Linked DNA regions of Gossypium raimondii: region 2 is linked to region 1. Evidence: chromatin contacts called from public Hi-C data. All regions are on one chromosome and are shown on one strand. Each heading gives the region's core, a stretch centred on a gene start, on an enhancer-like site or on the middle of the called end of the contact. The rest is flanking DNA. Distances are from core to core; before and after follow the strand shown.

The links. A called contact is a pair of places that touch in the nucleus more often than the background predicts.
Region 2: a contact with region 1 is called in a Hi-C map of leaf, with 2.7 times the contacts expected there. The contact joins the enhancer-like site here to the promoter of LOC105794177 in region 1. A contact is called at or near these places in 2 of 2 Hi-C or Micro-C datasets (both in leaf).

What each region holds. Positions count from the first base shown.
Region 1 is chr3:36,202,399-36,205,300 of ASM2569854v1, forward strand. LOC105794177 (homeobox-leucine zipper protein ATHB-13) reads right to left here and starts at 1,366. Exons shown (of 4, transcript XM_012623214.2): 1 at 1,204-1,366; 2 at 824-1,072; 3 at 339-715. The coding sequence starts at 950.
Region 2 is chr3:36,318,756-36,321,657 of ASM2569854v1, forward strand. LOC105794178 (sucrose transport protein SUC3) reads right to left here. Exons shown (of 13, transcript XM_052628305.1): 10 at 2,891-2,902; 11 at 2,729-2,792; 12 at 2,600-2,643; 13 at 1,851-2,323. The coding sequence ends at 2,156. Among protein-coding and RNA genes, the nearest start is that of LOC105794178, 6.2 kb to the right of the region's middle. Within about 2 kb of position 1,511, the one cell type or tissue checked has open chromatin away from gene starts, as enhancers often do. A contact at or near this core is called in leaf, where this site is marked.

The DNA.
Region 1 (2,902 bases), core at 116-2,615:
GTAACTTGAAAGAAAGATCCCTATTTATTGCCATGAGCTTCAAAACCATGATTAATCAGCCCATCATAAAGTATAGTAAACATGTGACAAGAAAACAGGTTTTGTTCAGGAAAGTACTGGCAGAAATAAGGTTCTAAAAATCATGACACCCTAGAAAGTCAATAAAGCATGATCATAATAGATCATAGTCTTCAAACTCAATTATTCAACTGTATACTCGTTTGATGAAATAGAAACTTTAAAGCGTTTCTTAACATAAAGCAAGGACGACATGATAAAGAAAAAATAAAAACAGAAAGGTGAATGAAGACGTATGTATATTTAGTTAAGATTATTACCTCAGCATGCAGCTTTTGGTTCTGAGTTTGGAGTGCATCATTATCTGCTTTGATTGCTTCGTACTGTCTCTTAAGGAGATCATAGTCTTTTTCAAGCTGCTTGGTTTTCCATCTAGCTCTTCTGTTTTGAAACCAAATAGCAATCTGCCTTGGTTGCAAACCAAGAGCCCGAGCCAGCTGCATTTTTCTCTCAGGTTCAAGCTTATTACCCAACTCAAAGTTCTTCTCAAGAGTCTTAACCTGTTCCATGTTAAGTCTCCTCTTCTTTTCTCCTGCCTGTGAACCATCATCTGATAAATCATCCTCCCCATTTGCTTCTTCGCACACATCTATCCCTGAAAATGACATTGATCTCTTCCCAAGAAATGATGCCACACCTAAAAGGAAAAATCAAAATCTTCAATCATATATACTTTTCATATATAAACTGCTAAACCCTTATTTTTTTCTATTCAGTAGAGATAGATAGATATAAAAAAAAATACCGTGGAAGTCTTGGGGCGGGCAAGAAGGAAGCATTTGATTGATAGAAGTTGAGGGTTGATGATCTTCTTCATGAGGAGATTGGAGCATGAAATTTGCTGGGAAAAAAGCCATCCCATTGCAAGACATGACCCAGCACAGCAGTCAGGGTCTTAATAAGCCTCTACTACTACTAACAAAACTCTATGTTCATCATCTGATGACTGTCATGCTGTTGTTCGAGGAAAGAAGGCTATGCAGCAGATCCTCGGCTAGGATTGGACACAAAGTTTAATGTGAGAAAAGCAGAAGATAGATTTGATTATGAAATAATAAGGAAAATTGGAATTTCTTGAATTGGAAGGTGATGCAGTGATTTGTTAAAAGGGGATAGCTTATATACCTTATCAACTACTTGCAAAAAAGCTATCTTTCTTGTATAATATATTTTCTGAGAGGGGAGAGAGAGATATGCATGAATGATGAATACAGTTCTGCTTCCCCTTATATCAGGATGGATTTATTTGATTAAGGAATATGTTTTTAATTTTATTTTATTTTTATAAATAGGACTTTGCTTTTGCTATCGCAGAGGGAAAAGATGTCATTTAAAAAAAAAAAAAAAACAGTAAACAAAATTTCGTAAGAAGTGGTTTAAAAAAAATAGCAACAAATTTTGAAACACGCATTTGCTTGTTTAGGACAAAAGTGAGAAAAGAAAAAGAAGGCATAGTTAGAAAATTAAATGGGAACTAAACCTGGTAATAGTAATGTGATGCCTCCGAAAACATTATCAAAGAGTGATTCCAATACCATCCTAACTCCAATTATTTGAGGTCATTTTCATTGTATTAGTCTTTTTTTCTCTACCACTTAAGAGACAATGGCGTATTCATGTTTTAATAATGTGAACTGGGTGACTTAGAAAGAGGAAAAATAATATAATATACATAAAATAGGCCTAACCAAATTTGATTTTGTTTTTGTTTAAACAAATTAATTAAGAAGAAAAGCAAAGTGTTCATATGGGTGAAAAAGAGTTTAGGGTTTCTTAGAAAGAGAAAATTGTGATATTTTATGGTGTAATGGGTGTGTGAAGAGAATAAGAGTTGCTTAAGAGAAAAGAGAAATGAGTTGGATCAGTCATGGATGATTAGATATGTTTTGGGGTGTAAAGTGAGGGGGATTTACAATGAGAGAAAGAGAGAGAAGGAATCTAGGGAATGGGTCCAAAAGGGGGGGCAGGGCAGGGACTACCACCTAACCACCAACAGGTATCGTGCATTAGACCTCTTTCCCATCCATTATCCTTTTATCAGTTTCAGTCCTCTGTATTTGAATGCGTATCCATTTCAAACTTCTTTAATTTTTAAGTTTATTTCTTTCTTTTTTCCATCATCTTTTGTAAAAAAAAATGTAAGATTGAAAAGCCGAAACAAAAACTCCTGTTTTAAGGACCCAAGAAGAGCTGGTCTGTTTTGTCTTTGAGCCCCATCTGTCCATCTCTATCTCAATCAATGCTTTCCTTTCTTGCCTCATGCACTCACTCGTTTCATGTCCTATCCTCGTCTTCCCTTTCTTAACTTCACTAATATCACTCCACCTTCTCACTTAATAATTGATACATGATCTCAAAAGAAAAAAAAAAAAACCCAGAGTTTGAATTCGGTCTATGAACTTCCTAAACAAAATCAGGATATCTGATTAAACATGGATGCTTACATTATCATATGGATTAAGGGTGCCAGTCGGTCTTATTACGCCCCTCATCCAACTTTCACCATTCGATATATGGTTATAACCTAACCAACAACGGTACCTCTATCACTTCAAAAATCTCTTTACTGTTGCTACCCATGTCTTGTTTGATATATATGTATATTTTTAACCTTATTGAGCTGTGGACTTCGTTTGAAGTGTAGCCAAGTTTCCTTTTTTTTTTCTAATTCTTATGTTTTCTGAATTTATAATTTTTTTTCGCTTGGCTTCTATTTATGGCTCCTACCACAATCATGACGATTCAGCTCTTCTCTCTCTTACACCATTGTTTGCAAAATGATTAACATAAAGAAAATTCATTGGATGCGTAAGTCTAAACTTTT
Region 2 (2,902 bases), core at 261-2,760, 120 kb after region 1:
AATGTCATGTTAAAGGGGGCTTCGAATTGGAACGCAACTCCATCATCAGTCCAAAACATATAACCATTCAAATAATGAATTTGTGTCATAATCTCAATTAAGGCTATCAAATATTAAAATTTGAACATTACAAACAACTTTAACGATTTCAATAATTCTTAATAAAAGAGAATTCAATAAAATTAATACTAGCTTACTTTAATGGCAACCATGAATAAAAATAGAAGTTGCTAATAACATATGTAGAGCATATTCAACAAATGTAACAAAATACTAACATAATAATTTTAACGTCGATTTCAACAATTTTTAATAAAAAGAATCCAATAAAATTAATACCAACTTGCTGCAATGGCAACCATATATAAAAATAGATCTTTTTCGTACCATCGTAGAACATATTCAACAAAAACAATAATATCATAATAATTCTAGCAATTTCAACAATTCTTAGTAAGAAATAATCTAACAAAAGTAACACTAACTTTATTACAATGACAACCATACATAATAACACAACTTCTTTATATTGTGCGTAGAACATATTCAACAATTATAACGATTATAATGACTTTGGCTATAAAAACACTTAAAATTTTACTATCATCATTTGCTAAACACAATAATAACACAACATTGGCTAGACAACTTTCGTAATATTAATTCATGTATTATGAAAAAAAACATTTGGTTAATTGAGTCGTAAAAACTTTACAAATGATTGAAATGGTTTAAGATTTGTAGATGTTTAAAAATATATTTAGGCGAGCTGTAGAAATTTCAATGAATCATAAAATGACATGAACTCAAGAGCTATATCCGTAACAACAAAATACAAAATTCTAAGTATTGAAAAATGGTCAAAAACACCTCGTTACCCATGAATTCGCATGAATTCGAATTCAAGATCATAATAATGAAATGTTTTTCATCATAAGTAAATGGTGTTCTATGTTGAATAAAAAGAACCGCAGATATTCGAGTTTATACATCTTAGAGTAGAATCGATTTTTATTTCTAAAGCTAATAAAATGAATTATTGCGTTGACAATACTACATTTTCTTTCTGGAAAAACTTAAAATGTTGATTACAGAGCTTGGCTAAAGGTATATGCTGATATGGCATATCTGTTTCATACAATTTCTCTTAAATCAATTGCAATATTCAGTATTCACCGAGTCAAGCTAGGCTGAAATTAACCAACTTCGTTACTGAGGAATGCTTTCACCTCAACAAACAACAACAAGAATGAAAGTGTAGTTGGTTTGTTAAATTTAAAAAAGGTCGGGAAGCTTTTCGTTTGGGAATAGGGAATAGTTCTTTTTTCAGAGAATGCTATCGAAAGAGAGGCAGGGACAAGGATTTCAGCATTCACATGGCAATTTTATGAGACTTCGCCAATCACAAACCGTACGGTTTAAGATTTTGCACCAGCATGAGTGATGGAGAATGGACATCACCGAATAAGGTTTATGCTCTTTATCCCAATGCAGCCCAAATATTTCAACGTGCGCTACACTTTCCACCTTAACAAAACCAAGCAGAGTTTGTGCAAGGTAGCAATCAGTCTGCACACCATCACATGCCATCCAGAAAAGCCTAGCCCAAAATAGCTGCTGCTGCCCACATTACACAGAAAGAAGCGCTAAATCTAAACTCCAAAGCAAATGGATGCTCAACAGAGAAGCGGTCAAGAATGCGGGAACACCAGGCACAGTACCAAACAAGCTTTAATATAATTGCTGCTAAATCGTACAAATCATCAATGCCTAATGCTTGATGTTAATGGGAGCCTATAAACATTTTAGCAGCTACTGCTCCATGATAAACTAGAAAATGACCATGGCAATGAGAAAAAGGGAATTGATCTTTATAATATGAGAAATGCTACAAGTAGAGTTTTCAAAGTAAATAAGACACTAATCATGCTGTGAATGTGTATATCCTTTTCAATATAGTGACTGCCAATTTACACTCTACACATAGTACACATACCCGCAACGGGGAAAAAATGAATGAATTTGGATTATGTATTATGCATATCTTTTAGTGTGAAAATTATGCATAGTAATGATGGTAGCCATCTTGTGATGACCACCGTTGCCGAACATCTTATACAGAGGGCTTGTTGCGTTATTAAGGCCATTTTGTTCCTTAGCCAAAATGAAAACCAGATGACTTGAAGGAACTTGCCAGATCAGGCAGCCTCAGAGTTGCAATAATCCCCGCAGCCAGAGCACAGAATGAAGCCAAAATAAAGGCTGGTATATTTCCTCCACCAAATAGAGCATCCCATGGACCAGCTCCCAGAGATACAATCATCTGAAGAAACCATTTATACATTAGAAATCAGATCCAACTAAATTGTGAAAGCACCAAGGGTACCATTTTTCCATTCAATTTACAACACAATAAAAAAATAATTTTCTATGCTTAAAAGATAATCAAAATACAAGGCACCTAAAATACTTAGATATTTGGAACTCAAATTGGGTACACTATGAGCTATGGAAAGAAAAACCAATCTTCGGAAGTAGTAAGAAACCTTCGGCAATAATGGCAGCTAAATTAAATACGACAATCAATCAATTTGTATACCTGTGGAATAACAATTGCAAGGTTCAAAACTCCAATTGCCAATCCTGCACGAACATACAAATTGTTACAATTTTCTAAGTTCTGCAACTGAAGAAAGCAGAAGCTATAGAAGATAAATGAAATATGAACCTTGACCACCACCAGAGTCAGCAGTCAACTCTGCTGTAACGGAAAATGGAACACTATAGGTGATCTGAGCAGAACAACACAAACAAATGAGCAAAAATACAACAATTTTTTCAAACAAACACTGAAGCATTTAGGAACCACTGCAAGTCATTTGAAACATACCGCTAGAGGAAA